2 separate regions of the Drosophila melanogaster genome follow, and region 1 is linked to region 2. Evidence: chromatin contacts called from public Hi-C data. All regions are on one chromosome and are shown on one strand. Each heading gives the region's core, a stretch centred on a gene start, on an enhancer-like site or on the middle of the called end of the contact. The rest is flanking DNA. Distances are from core to core; before and after follow the strand shown.

What was found. Hi-C and Micro-C count contacts between places; a contact is called where the count stands out from the background.
Region 1: a contact with region 2 is called in a Hi-C map of the OSC cell line, with 4 times the contacts expected there. The contact joins the promoter of Sf3a2 here to the promoter of Vps13D in region 2. A contact is called at or near these places in 22 of 107 Hi-C or Micro-C datasets (the Clone 8 cell line, the D17-c3 cell line, the Kc167 cell line and 9 more) and 2 of 6 datasets of contacts at active chromatin or transcription factors (both in the Kc167 cell line).

What each region holds. Positions count from the first base shown.
Region 1 is chr3L:12,808,860-12,815,630 of dm6, forward strand. It overlaps Sf3a2 (Splicing factor 3a subunit 2), which reads right to left and starts at 5,160. Exons shown (of 1, transcript NM_140346.2): 1 at 4,169-5,160. The coding sequence starts at 5,048. The coding sequence ends at 4,254. It overlaps Sap130 (Sin3A-associated protein 130), which reads left to right. Exons shown (of 11, transcript NM_168518.3): 5 at 1,347-1,804; 6 at 1,869-2,729; 7 at 2,789-3,027; 8 at 3,091-3,361; 9 at 3,421-3,591; 10 at 3,650-3,757; 11 at 3,821-4,177. The coding sequence ends at 3,970. It overlaps CG42588, which reads left to right and starts at 5,395. Exons shown (of 10, transcript NM_140347.4): 1 at 5,395-6,021. The coding sequence starts at 5,673. It overlaps CG32110, which reads left to right. Exons shown (of 1, transcript NM_168520.2): 1 at 1-1,237. The coding sequence ends at 1,145.
Region 2 is chr3L:12,751,279-12,758,441 of dm6, forward strand. It overlaps Vps13D (Vacuolar protein sorting 13D), which reads left to right and starts at 3,771. Exons shown (of 19, transcript NM_168512.4): 1 at 3,771-3,964; 2 at 4,026-4,816; 3 at 5,127-6,176; 4 at 6,234-7,144. The coding sequence starts at 3,868. It overlaps CG10973, which reads right to left and starts at 3,496. Exons shown (of 5, transcript NM_001038913.2): 1 at 3,399-3,496; 2 at 3,264-3,341; 3 at 2,398-2,938; 4 at 2,127-2,335; 5 at 1,961-2,066. The coding sequence starts at 3,440. The coding sequence ends at 2,016. It overlaps CG10984, which reads left to right. Exons shown (of 4, transcript NM_168511.1): 3 at 29-1,644; 4 at 1,706-2,124. The coding sequence ends at 1,879.

The DNA.
Region 1 (6,771 bases), core at 3,910-6,409, 59 kb after region 2:
TGCCAGTTCTAAAGCAGCCCGAGAATTTCCAGGAACAAGAGGAGGACGTTGTAATGGCCGTGCAAGAAAAACTCAAATTTTTCCGCAAACTAACCAGCAATGGTCCCGCAGTCCCGACACCGCTTAAAGTCGTTGAAAAGGAGGACATAGGACATAAGGAGATACCAAAGGTGGTCAAGAAAGTTGACCGTAAAACGAAACTGCTGCAAGCCATACCAGCGGTCTTCAAACATAGCCACAATCGACGCTTTCGAAGATCCTTATTTTTAAGGTCCAACTATATCGAGCAATTTCGGCGTTGGACGGATCAAAAAAACAAGTTAAATAGAAAGCGCTTGAATGAAGCACATCAGTTGTGTTTAAAAGCCAAACACGAGCGAATTGCCTGCGAAATCGATAGATACAAGAAGCTGATCCTTAAGCAGTCCGTCCATGTGATCGAGGACATAAGAATCAGCAGCGAATTGATTCCGCTGACCAAAGAACACCATGATCGGCTGATGGAACTATCTAAGTATCCACTGCAGCAGGTAATTGTGGCCAAGTTCAATTTGGACATCTGCGGCAGTGATATCAAAATCCTGACCAGTGGCGGCTGGCTCAACGACAAAATAATCAACTTTTACATGAACCTACTGGTCGAGCGATCGGAGAAGCGTCCTGGTACAGTGCCCAGCGTGTATGCCATGAGCACTTTCTTTGTGCCCCGCCTGCTGCAAAGTGGCTTCGATGGCGTAAAACGCTGGACTAGAAAGGTGGATCTGTTTAGCATGGACCTCATACTTGTGCCTGTTCACCAAATGCTCGTTCACTGGTGCCTGGTCATAATCGATTTGCCTGCGAAAACAATGCTCTACTACAATTCAAGAGGCCGCGGTGACCCGAATCTGATGCGAGCACTAGTGAAGTACCTTCAAATGGAGTCGGAGGACAAGCTCGGGCTGTGTTTGGACACCAGTGAATTTCGCATCGAGGATGCCCAAAATGTGCCGCAACAAGACAACATGAACGATTGCGGCGTGTTCGTCTGCATGTTTGCAGAATACCTAACCCGGGATGCTCCAATAACGTTTTCCAAGAAAGACATGAAATATTTTCGCACTAAGATGGTTCTGGAGTTGACCGGCGACCAGCTGTGGAAGTAGGTGTTCTCCTATATAGAGTTTACTTTTTTATGGATTGAACTGAGCTGAGAACTATACAATAAGAACAAAAATAAAATAGTGTTTGAAAATTTAAGAATTATTTCGTGACTTGTTCTTTTGTAAGTGGAATATGATAGGAATAAACCCTACCACAATTAAATGAAATAATAATAATATATCTTTGAAACCATCAATCGACAGGCATTCGTCCACCTGTCACCATGACCGCTAAGGTTCAGCCATCGCTAACTATTACACAGCTTAATCCCATCGGAAAACTGTCAGCTGGCGGAGGAAGTGGAGGACAAACAATGGGGCCGCAGGGCGTGGCCAGCATCCAGGCGGTGCCAGTGCCGAATGTCTCTGCCAGTGTGGTCAATTCAAGCTCGGTGACGGGTGCCACATCGGCGGCCGGTGGAGCCACTGTCCTGCCACTTACCATCAGTGGCAGGGGAGCGGGAGTGGGACCAGGCGGTAATATCCTCACGGGAACTCTGACGCCCATCAAGAACGCAAGCGGCATCACTTTGGGCAAGATGATGATGGCACCAGCTTCTTCTGCCCCTGGAGCAGATGGTTCCAGCACAAGCGGGGCAACAGTGACGGGCTTTCAACGCACCTGGAATCCTGTAGTTGCTTCACAGAGCCAGTTGATGAAGGTAGGTTTCAACTATCTACATATATGATGCTTCAATTAACTATTAAAACTAAATCGTTATACAGATCGATGAGAAGGGAAGTGCTGCCACAATCTACTACGAATCTATGCCAGCCTCCGCCTCCACAGGCGTTCTATCATTGACTACGACAACAGTGACGCAGAGCACCCAGGCGCAGGCACAATTGGTTAGCAGCGCCGGTGGCAGCTTGTCGGTATCTTCGTTACCCTTTGCAAGTCACGCGACTGCCGGAGCGGGATCAGGTGGCGGCGGATCGCAGGCTACTTTTACGGTGTTGCCGTCGGGGGCTGGTGGAACAGCCACCCGAACCATTGGCCACCAGCAATTGATAATACCAGCAGGACCAAATAGTGCGCCGCCGCAGCACATGGTTATTCCGCTGCATACGTCCGTTAAGGTGACCACGGGAGCGGGCAATCCGCAACAAGCAACTGCAAGTGGAGCACTGGTGTCCAGCTTTATGCGCAAGCGGGATGCGGAAGGTTCGCCAATACGGGCGGCTAAAAATCTAGGACCCACTTTGCTTTCAATGGCTAGCAATAACAGTGGACAAAACATGCCACCGGCTCCGGGCACCACGTTCAACATTCAGCCGGTGTCCGTGACAGTGCCTCAATCAGTTGGCTCTGGGCTGACCGTAGAGGCGCTGGCCAAGAAGGAACGGGAGCGAGTCACCCATGGTGTAGCAAGTAGCGCCGCTAGTGTGCCTGCCACAGTTGGCCCCGTGAACTCAACGAGAAATTCGAGGGCGGACTCGCCGGCTTCGTCGGACGGCTCAACTACAGTGTCGGCGAATTCCTCACCTGGTGTGGATCAGCAATTACAGGACAGGATTGGCGATCAGCCAGCCACGGGAGGCGCTGGTGGGCGCGATAATTCCACGCATTTTAATCCCATTAATGAGGTGTGTACACAACAATCAATATATGCTTAAGTATGGCTTTAATATTTGTTCTTCAAAAGATGTACTCATCACACCAATCGATTCAGCAGAACCTTGGTCACTCCTCACTGGGAGCCCGCAGTGGTAGCAGTGCCTTTGTGGATGTGCAAGCACCAACGCCGCAGCAACAGCAGCCTCAGCAGGTGCCTCATTTGGTGGGATCGACGCAGATGCAACAAGGAACGCGTATGAATGGTACTGGTAATAGCTCCAGCTCCAGTTATGACTGCTCCTCTAGGAAAAAGCCGCGACGATCGACGTGAGTTATTTGAGTGGTTGTATCAAATGATGCATGTTGATAATCTGATAATGTATTTGCCAGCAATGACAGCCAGCACTCTACGCAGAGTCAAGCATCCTTATCGCTGCCACCTCCAAGTTCGGAGCCAACGCCGCCGGCTGGCGCTTCGTACATGCAGAAGCACAACAATGGAGGACTACTGGTGACAGCAGCGACCCCGGGTGTTGCTCCCAACAGTGCGCCAGGCGATGCCAACCACCGGAACAGTACACCTGCTGTGGCGGGCAACAAGGAGAACGCAAATCCCGTCGACTTTGTGATTCGTCGTCCGCGCAATTGTGCTTTGCTCAATGTAAGTTGAAGGTTCAGTTCATTTTGTGGTAGTTAACAAATGATTCCGTTGATCTACAGACGTATAAGCCCACACATAAGTTGGCCAACAATCATTTTCATCGGTACACTGATGTTAAGCCAAGGGAGGAGCGGCGGGCCACAGTCATTGATCTGGCCAATCAGCCAAATGTGCAGGGCAAAATCAATGGATGGAAAATTTATCATTTACGCTCGCAAATGGAGGACTTGGTAAGCAATGGGCACGAAAGTATTGGTAGGCTACTTTGACTGAACTGATTTCTTACAGAATGAATCGGAAGTCTTTAGTCTGGGCAGGCTGGAGACCATGCTGCAGGATCTCGAAAAGGACAAGGAGAAGCACAGCGAAATTGAGCGAGTCACTGAACTGCTAAAGGTGCGCTCTTATACTTATATCCATTATGCTTGAATCTCAACATAAAACCAATTTACTTTGCAGGGAAACATTCAACGCAGCAAGATTATTACCGATGGCATCAACGAGGCACAGAATCAGTTAATGAAGATCTTCGAGCATAAGCCACACGTTTCTAATATAATCACCCGCTGCGCTTCGAAAAGGAATTTCAAGAAGCGCGAAAAGATCTAAAAGTAATTGACGAACGGAGATGGCCAGCCAAGTGTGTATTAATAAGTTGTACATTACCTAATTTAAGCAGAAATTATAGAATCCAAGATAATTACCTTAAACGCGATCGATTTGTAAGTCGTACAGCTACAAAGAAAACCAGCAATATTTTTTCAATTTATTAAGCTAGAAACACAAATACAAAAACCCTCGAGTTGTATTAAGTAGAAAATTGTTTATTATTTGAATATTTCTGTGGTAATCGGCTTGCGTTTGGAGAAATCCCGTAAACATTGTCGATGAATTAGTTGTTTGAAAGCATGGGTGGCGGTGGATGAACGCCATTGAACATGGGATGCATAGCAGGACGTGGCGGTCCCGGCATGGGGAATCCGCCTGGGGGGCCTAGTGCCCTATGTAGATTCGGCGGCGGTGGCGGCAGGATCTTAGGTTCGAACTTGAAGGCGAACTGAAGGAAGAACTGCTTGGTGTCACGGTTCCAGTGCGTCCAGAACTTGCCCTCACTCTTCTCCACTTCGCGGGACGGCACCTTGAACCCTATGGTCTCGTACGGCTCGGCGGCAAAGAGAAGGTACTGCCACTTGCGGTCTGGCGGCTCGATCTTTTGCTCGTAGGCGGACATGAAGCGGTGACGCGGAACAATGGACTCCGTGATTTCCGGGTAGTCCACCTGAAAGAGCAACGACTGCTGGCCGTTGCTGAGTTCACGCTGCTTGGTCACCCGGTAGCCGGGTCGTCCAATCTTGACGAACTTCTTCGGTTCCACGCGGGGCTTCTCGGGCGCCAGCAGCGAAGAGGGTGCCTCCTTTGCCTCCTTGGCGGCTCTTCTTGCCAGATTATCCTGATGCTTCTTGCCCTGCGTGTGGGCCAAATAGCTGCCCTCGTTGTTGTGCAGCGTCAGGCAGAGTTTGCACTCGTAGGAGCCCAGATGGTTCTTCATGAAGTACGGATCCTTGTTCAGATCGATTGTCTCCAGGGCCAGTTGACGCAGTCGCTCCTTGCGGTCGCGGTTCGTCTCCGACCAGGAGGCTACGCCTCCGCTGCCGGTCTTGCCGCCGGCGCGGTTTTGGAAGTCCATTTTGTAAACTTTATTTTAGTTTTCAACCGCACGAAGGAAAAACGTTTTGCGTTGGTAAAATTTCATGAAAATTTGTTGTACAGAACAGGGTTGTCAAGAAACGCCAATTCGGTTAGGGGTGGTAGTTTATCAGAGTCAATCGATAGTTCGTGTGCAGGATTAAAGTATTAAATAAATAATAGAATGTTTCATAAATCCATTAAAATTCTTAATGATAGTCAAATTTTTGCAAACTGTAATATACATAAAATAACTTATATATTCCTTTTGCGATGTTTTTTTAAAGAATTACATATAATATTTTGGTATATTTTCGTTCCGAAGCTTTGAGAATATTTTACTTTTTCAAAGCGGTCACACTATTAATTCGAGCTGCACATGCTTGATCTTTTTTAGAATTTAAAAAGTGAAAAATGTCTAGACAGCGATCTAAACTAAAGTAAACTAGTGTTGGTGACAAGTACTAGGCCTCGAAAAGCGTGTTTTATTTAAATGTCACTGCGTGGATTACGTCGGACTTGAGAAAAATCGAAGCAACGAGTGTTTAAGAATTTCGATTTCTGTCGTCATTTTCGTGGAATAAACAGTGCCAGTGTCTTATGCGATTTTTAAAGTAACCGCGAAATGGACAACTCCAGCAAACAGGTCATCATGGGTCCACCGGCGCCAATGACCACCACTTCTAATCAACCGAAGCCCGGTAATCCCACCAGCGCCCCTCCTCCACACGCCACCAAAACTGCTGCAGCTCCGCCCAAGCGAATAATTAAGAAGATTCAGCTGGATTTCAACAAGCTCAAGGAGGCTGGACTCGATAGGCAGCTGGCCGAGGTGCTTAGGAAGCAGAAGCTGGATGCCAAGAGGGTGGACGCCCCATCGTCCACCAGTCTTTCCACCTCTGCCGCAGCGCAGTCGACGCCAACTGCGCCAGAGAGCAAATTGCAGTCGCCACAACAACAATTGCGTCAGCCTGGTAATGCATACTTGTATATATATATATTTGCTTTAAGCTGTGCATCGCCCAAAAAACCGTTACAAACCCAGGGGTTTTGTACCAAGTGATACGAAAATCGTCTAAATGCTTCTACGAGTTTTGGGCACAGTACCGAAAACCAAAACGATGGTGCAACTGATTGAGACGCCGACAGATTGTCAAAGAGTTAGTTTTTGTATTAATTGTTCTGAGTTCGTCTCGCAGTGAGTGCGGCGCCTTCACTTTCTTTTCGTGTATCTCGATATATTTTATTTTTTACGTATTTCGAATGGCAACCTAAAATAATTTTTTTTAGTTTAAAAAAGTCTATTTTTGTTAAAAATTCAGGTCTATAGGTTAGAAATATTAGGATGGCTAACCATCTGTATCTGTATCTGAACATCTACAATATGTTCACTTGTCAAACAGGACGTTATTATTTCCAAAACATACTGCCAATAAAATTTATATTGAATAACATAATTTGGTATTTAATTATTTAAAACGATCGATATTTTAATAAGCCAAGAGAATCACATGTTTTACAAGGATATTTTATGTATATTTTAATATTCTTTTAATAAATAAATTTAAAAAACCAAAAAAAAATTAATTCGGGACATTTAGATTAGTTGGTACTTTTCTTTGAAATGAGATGAAATATACTGCTAATACTAGAACACTTCAATATTTTTGTCGTTGTTGTTAAATGTAACACAAAAAGTTTTTAACGAAAACTTTTTTTTAAAT
Region 2 (7,163 bases), core at 2,521-5,020:
GTAATGTATAAGATTCTCGTTCTTGCAGATTCATCCCGCACCACCTTAAAGAAGAATGAATGCAAGAAAGGAGACGCAGAGACTGACGAGGGCAGCCTGAATGAGAAGCAAGAGGTCCTGGACACGAAAGACAAATCTTCAGCGGAGGAGAGCAGCAACGATGGTAAATCCAGCGATACGAATCATCAGGGAACTTCGGCTGCCAAGCGCTGCTACTCAGACATAGAGGAGGACTACGAGGAATCTGGCGAGGACGTAAAGAAAAAGAAGCGCAAGGATTCGGAGCATGGAAAGGACGTGAAGGGGGCCTCCCTGAAGCTCACATCGCGCGTGGAGAAAAGCTCCAAGCTAGCTGCAACGAAGGGATCCCCGTCAGGAAACAAAAGCAGCGCTTCCAATGCCGAAAAGGAGCCGGCGGAGACTAGTAAGAATGTAGATATTGAGAACGAAACGGAGTGCAGCGATGATTACAAGAGTAACGACAGCCTATACAACGGAGGACTCAAAGTGCCGCCATTAAAAATTGTGATTCCGCAGCAGAACTGCTCAATCGACACTGAGGGCAATGTGCTTCGAACTGGCAAGGTGACTGCCTCTCGCAATGCCGCCCTGCCGTATGTGGTCAGCTCCAATAGCGATTCCATTGACACCGTCATAACCAATCAATCTATTAGCCCGCACGAAAGTCCACAGAAGAGCAATAGCATTTGCTCCACAGCCCTCGATGACAAGAATATAAAGCTCTTCAATGACGAAAAGAACCTGAGGGTCCTGCGAAGCTCTCATCGCACTGGAGTGACCAGTGTGGAGCGCAGTTCCAATAACTCCTCCCCGCAAATGCAGAGCAGCTCTCCATCGCCAGCGTCATCGAATCATGCCAACGATCCTGCAGATGTGAAGCTCTCCTATAGCAACATGACATCTAGTCCGATCCCGCAGGGCCACCAGTTTGACCAGGAGGCAATCACCAATGTTCCAAGCCCGTCGACGTCGTCGACATCCTCGTCCAAGGACATAAATCCCTCGAACGTGGAACTCCATCCACGGAAGCGAAAGATTCGACCGAAAAACACCGACGACAGTTCGAAGAACTCAAATGCGGCGGATTCCGGTGTCAACTCCGAAGAATCTCACCCCCATGACCATCCCTTCACCAATGGCTTCCAGATGTTCTTGAGCATCCGTCGTCAGATCGAAAAGAAGTGGAAGAGCTTGTATCCGGTGAAGCCAAGACCTCCGCAAGGTTACAACGAGTATCTGCTGACAAAGAAATCCTACTTATTAAGACGCAATGCGACGATCTCAGTTCCGGATATTCCACGCACTGTTCCGCAGGCCATGGAGAGGATCTATCAGGATCAGGAGAAGGCCAGGCGAGATCTGATCGAAGCGCACACCGTGGAGCGGGAGAAACTATGCATGAACGTTGAGCAGGAGATAATACGCGTTCACTCGAAGGCGGCCAGGAGCATATCTGGACAGCCGGCGCCCTATTCCGTTTGCACGTATTTGAAGGACGACGAGGTCTACAACATGATCACACCGGAGCAGGATGAAAAGGAAAAGAGTGCTCGTTGCCGCTTTAATGGACGTTTGCTCCTCAGCTGGCTGCAAGATGTTGATGACAAGTGGGAGAAAATTAAGGTATGCTGACCCTAAACAAAATATTTTTCGTTGTAAATCTTAATTGTTGTTACCTTTGAAGGAGTCCATGGTGTTGCGGCATCATAACGAGGCGGAAAGTCTGCACGCCGTGCAGGTGATGGATTGGAATATATTTGCAAAACGAAATAGGCTATGTGACAACCCGATTGAAGTTAATTTGGAGCACGTTCCGATCGTTTCAGTTGGTGACGACTTTGACACATTGCCAACATAACTGACGCATTGAAATTAATAAATTTTTACAAGATTATAAACACAGGAATGTGTTTCTTCGAAAGATTTGTGAACTAGAGATACTTTCAAAGCCCATTTTATTTAACTTAACATTTACGTGAAAAATCGATTTGTTTTTAATGTGCACTTAAGTTGTCAAAAATATTTCTTGCATAATTAACCATGTCCTGTAAATAAAGTAGGTATGAAATTTGATACATAACAATAGATATATAAAATAATCTTACTTCACACGTTTCCGACTGTTTGTTTTTGGAAATAATTTGTTGAAGCTTCGATAGGATTTCCTCTCGTTTTTCCGTAGAGAGTTTTAACTCCGATTCCCGCGAAAGAGATGAAAGTGCAAAAAGCGTAGTTTCTTGTTTGATATCAAAGTCATCAACGGGCTTAAGGTTTTCCACTAGCACAGGAAACACTTCTTCCTTCACAAAATCATCTGATGGGAATACAAATAATTAGGATTTCAAACACTGGGTTATAATTACTACTTCAATTTACCTCTGACAGACTTCTCGATTGAAGTTAACGATGCAATTAGAAAAGCAGTCTTCACGTAGACATTTGTATTTGTGGATTTCAGACAGGGTATCAAGGACCTGATCCCCTTTATGCGCTTAAACTCGTCGTATCCAGGCTGAAAGTTCCTTATCAGCGATGATATCGCATACAAGGAGCACCGCACGGTATTCGGATTCGAATGGCTCAAGTTCTTTGCAAGTGCAGGCAAAAACTTATCGTTTATGAGGGCGTTCTGACAAAATACATTATTCTGGGCCACTTCAGCGACAGTATTGAGTGCCGATTCTCGCACTTCGCTATCCGAATGTGTTATGTAGCGGAGTAGAGTTGCAGTTCCTCCTAGCTTCACCAGCGTTATGGCATTGTCGATGTCATCGATGTGGCTCCTTATGACATCCAGACTCTCGATTTGGTCGTCCGTGCTGGATTCTTCGCTGTTCAAGATCACCAAAGCTGCTTTCAGGGCCGCTGCAGCATCCACTGTCATGGCATTTAGGGCATTTGCCAAAAACTGAGCTCTCTGAAAAATAAAATATTTTATATATTGTAGCTCCAAGTAACTAGTCAATAACTAATGTTATACTTTGTTATATCAAAAAGAGCTTTCATACTACTGTACAAAGTGCCAGAAAAGTAATTTCCAAACAAATTTGGCTTTCAATAGAAGTTCCATTTGGAGGAGCACATGGCCAAATACATAGGTTCTAGATGATTCGATTGACTCACTGCTTAGGACACACTTGTGAATTATTCAGAAAGTATAACTACTTGAGGTGTTTTAAAGCCTAACACAATAACTATTCTAAATATTTGTAAAATTCTCTCAATTTGAGCTGTTTACATACCTCAGGATCGGGAGTTTCCAACTTTGGGGCTGCTTCTGGATTTGGATCGTGGTGTTGCACCGTATATTTCAGAACATTCTAAGAAAAATATACATTTTATTGAAGTTCACTAGATACTCTACCCAAATTACTTGCCTGCAAGCTTAGGGCTCCTCTTGGCACGTTTGGATCGGTCATTTTGGGAAATAGACTCTGTAGCAATCACAATAAAATTTTTGTTTTTAACAATAATTAGTGATGGAATTTCAAGAATATCGCACAAGACCGATATCCGATACCAATCTGATTGATAGCTACATCGGCAAAACATCATTTACATATATTTCAAACTTAAGCAACACCCGAAATTAGGACTGATATATATTATCTTATTAACTACTTCCCATTTAAATTATTTATGAAATAAATAAACCAAAGAAACCACTTGTTTATTCAACTACAATCCAATCCCACAACCTGTTCCGATTCCACTTGTTCCATTTGTGACTCGGCAATATTTATGCGGTGTAGATAGTCCCCAATCATATGTTTATAGTTGTGGTTTTAGGGCATGAATTAAAAACAAATATTTAATAGGATTAGCGTCAGTGGTTAATAAACAAGCATGTTGCGAGACCTCATAACGTGGGTGCTGAACACGTATCTGGGAAAGTATCTGGAGAACTTGAATTCCGCCCAATTGTCGGTGGCACTGCTCTCGGGTACTGTGATATAATTGTTTATCTTTATTCCGCATCGCATAAACAATATATTTTCCCGCAGGCGAAGTTGAGCTCGAGAACATACCCATACGCAAAGATGCCCTCCGCTCGTTCAATTTGCCGGTCGAAGTCACCGCCGGCAGTATCCGTAAAATCAAACTCCAGATTCCGGTCCGCCAGTTCAGGACATCGCCATGGTGCATCTCCATCGAGGGCCTGTTCTGCATCATCTGTCCGAAGAACCTGGACAACTGGGACTACGAGAAGGAGAAGTTGCAGGATTTGGAGTATAAGCTGGCCGTGCTGGACACCGCAGAAGCAGGCTGGCGTTCCGAAAAGGGCAAACAAATGGAGTCTTACTACTTCTCATCCTACAATAACTGGCTGAAGTATGGCACCAACATGGCCACCAACATCATTGACAACATTGAACTCAAGATATCCGATGTGCACTTTCGGTTCGAGGACATCGTGGACACCGGCAAGAGCAAGATATGCACGGGCATCAAGATTGGATCTCTGACCGCCCAGAGCTGCGACTGTGATTGGACCAATGGGTCCTACAAAATGAACAACAACGAAATGAACTACAAGCTGGTGGAGCTCAAAGAGCTCTCGGTCTACTGGGATTTGTTGCACGAGGACATCAAATGTCAGTCGTACTCTAACCAGGAGATTCTCGAAAAAATGCACTCCACCTGCGAACTGAGGTCCCACAATTTCATCATCAAGCCCATTTGTGCAACGGCCAGGTGGAAGCGCGATAAATGCCAGCAGGTGATACGTACCAAAGACAAACCCAGGGTTTCCTGTGAACTCCTGGTTCCCGAGGTGGTCATAGACATATCTAAGGTAACTAAGCCCAACTTGAAGCCACAAATAACACTTAAATGAGACGTAATTTACTGAGGTCCAAAGTTCATCAGAATTAGGTACATATTTCGATTGCTTTTTAAGCGATTATCAAACAATACATTTTATTCGTGAATGAATAATATTGGTTCAATATCAATCACCAACAAATTTGCTTATTTCTATCTAACCAAGCCCCAAAATGAACTTGTACCCCAATAAACACAGTTGTACTTCCCATGACGCAGTTGTTATCACCATATTTGATATGCTTATTATTTGTTTTAATAAATTATTTTAATATTTCCAGGTCCAGCGACTGCAAATGTTAGATAAGCTGTCAGAAATCCGTCAGGTTAAGGAAGTTCGACAATACAGGCTAAAGCGACCCACATGCACCGTAGAAAGTAATCCAATCGCATGGTGGAAATACGCCACCATATGCCATGGATTTGACTTTAAGAAAAATGAGGAAAAGTGGTTAATGCTCAAGGAAAATCTTCGTTACATGCTGCTCTACAAATCAATTATATTAAATCCCAACGAAAATCTATCCGCTGCAGATAAGGAGTTTAAAGCCTACATCGAGAGCGATAGAAAGATATCGGATTTAACCATAATGAGAAGGATATGCTTTGAAAAAGTGTTTACGAAAGGTTTCGCCTTTGAATCACAGAACGAGCAGGGCAAGAATATGCTCTTTCATTGGTTTCCAAACTGGATGGGTTGGTATGCGAACAGTCCCAGTACCCCAAATAATGAACAGGATGAATCGCTGAAACATTTGGAAGATGATATTCTCGTTGCGTTGGAGAACTCACTTCAGAACTCTTCCGACTTAAAAAGCGATGCTGTCTTCGGACACTTTTCAATCAAGCTTCTCAAAGGACTGGTAATCCTGCAGACCGAAGATAAATTAAATGATGGCAGGAACAAGTCTATGGAAATGCAATTCAACAACTTCTCCGCCTACCTCCAGTTGAGCCCACAGTTAACTTCTTACACTGTGGGCATATCCTTACAAGAAGTATACCTAATAGACAAAACCAGTAGTGATACGATGCACAATTACTTAATTAAGCCACAAACAGGGAATACAGCCACACCAAATCAACTAGTAAAGAATGCTGCTCTCCAGGAGGATATCCTGTTTCAATTACAATACGAAAATTGCAATCATTTACGCTTTCAGCTGAACATTAAATCAAAAGGTCTAGATCTTATCTATAATGAGGATGCGATCCAGTGGCTTTTAGATTTTCTGGCCGATTCGAATTCCTTTAAATACTCACCGCGCAATAGAGTCGCGAAGAAAACTGACTTTATGAAGAACTGGAATGAAATGTTTAGTGGAAATGAGGTGAGTCAATCATTTAAAACTTTCATAACAAACGCTAACACTCTTGTTATTCCTTAGGTAAATCGAAAAATTTGGATGTTCGAAATTGAAATTTTCGCGCCACGCATAATATTTTTGGAAAACTACAAAGTTAGCAATTCGTTGATGGTTTTGCTCGATTTCGGAAAACTCGAAATGAGGAAAATGGAGGTTAAGAGAGTTATACCTGTGATAGAGTCGGCTGTTACTGAAAACACAAGCGATGACGATGAAACCTATTTGACTCCATGTTCAACTCCGCCTGCATCGGAAAAAAGTGGTTCGGAATCTCCGACGCTGCTTGAAAATCCAAAAACGGAAAGCTTTCTGAACAAAAACGTTCAACTAGAGTACGTTTTGCACAATAAGATTTACGATAAATATTTGATCAACTTTACAAACCTTCAAGTTCTGGTTTGTAAATACGAAGAACGATGGCAAGCGTGCTTGAAAACATCGTCGAATTTCCATCTGATTGATAAATTTAATATAAACCTCACACTCGAGCAAAGGAATATCTTCACCGTCGATCCGGAGTATCCCTCGTTTATGCTCTTCGGCACCTGCCCAACAATATTAATACACGGCAACGAGGAACTCATAAACAATTGTTGCAACATTATGAAACCCATTATAAAGGCTTCAAAGGAAATGGAAAACATTTACAGAGGCGGTAACACGATTTACGCAAGCGAGAGAATCAAAAACCTTGCGGAAGACGATAGGAGCCGAGTTGTCATAGAGTTTGTAATGGATCAACTGGTGATCGAGATGCAATCGACAGAAAGGAGCATTGCCGAGCTTCAAATTATTGGGGCACGAGCTGGCTTAACAAAAGAACCGCATGAGACGAATATTTCCATGTCGGTTCACGGATTACTCCTCGTAGATGCCATTCAGTCTTTCGGTCCCGATTTTGAACTTTTGGTGGCTAGTCATCGTCATGTTGGGTATGTGTACATCCTTGAA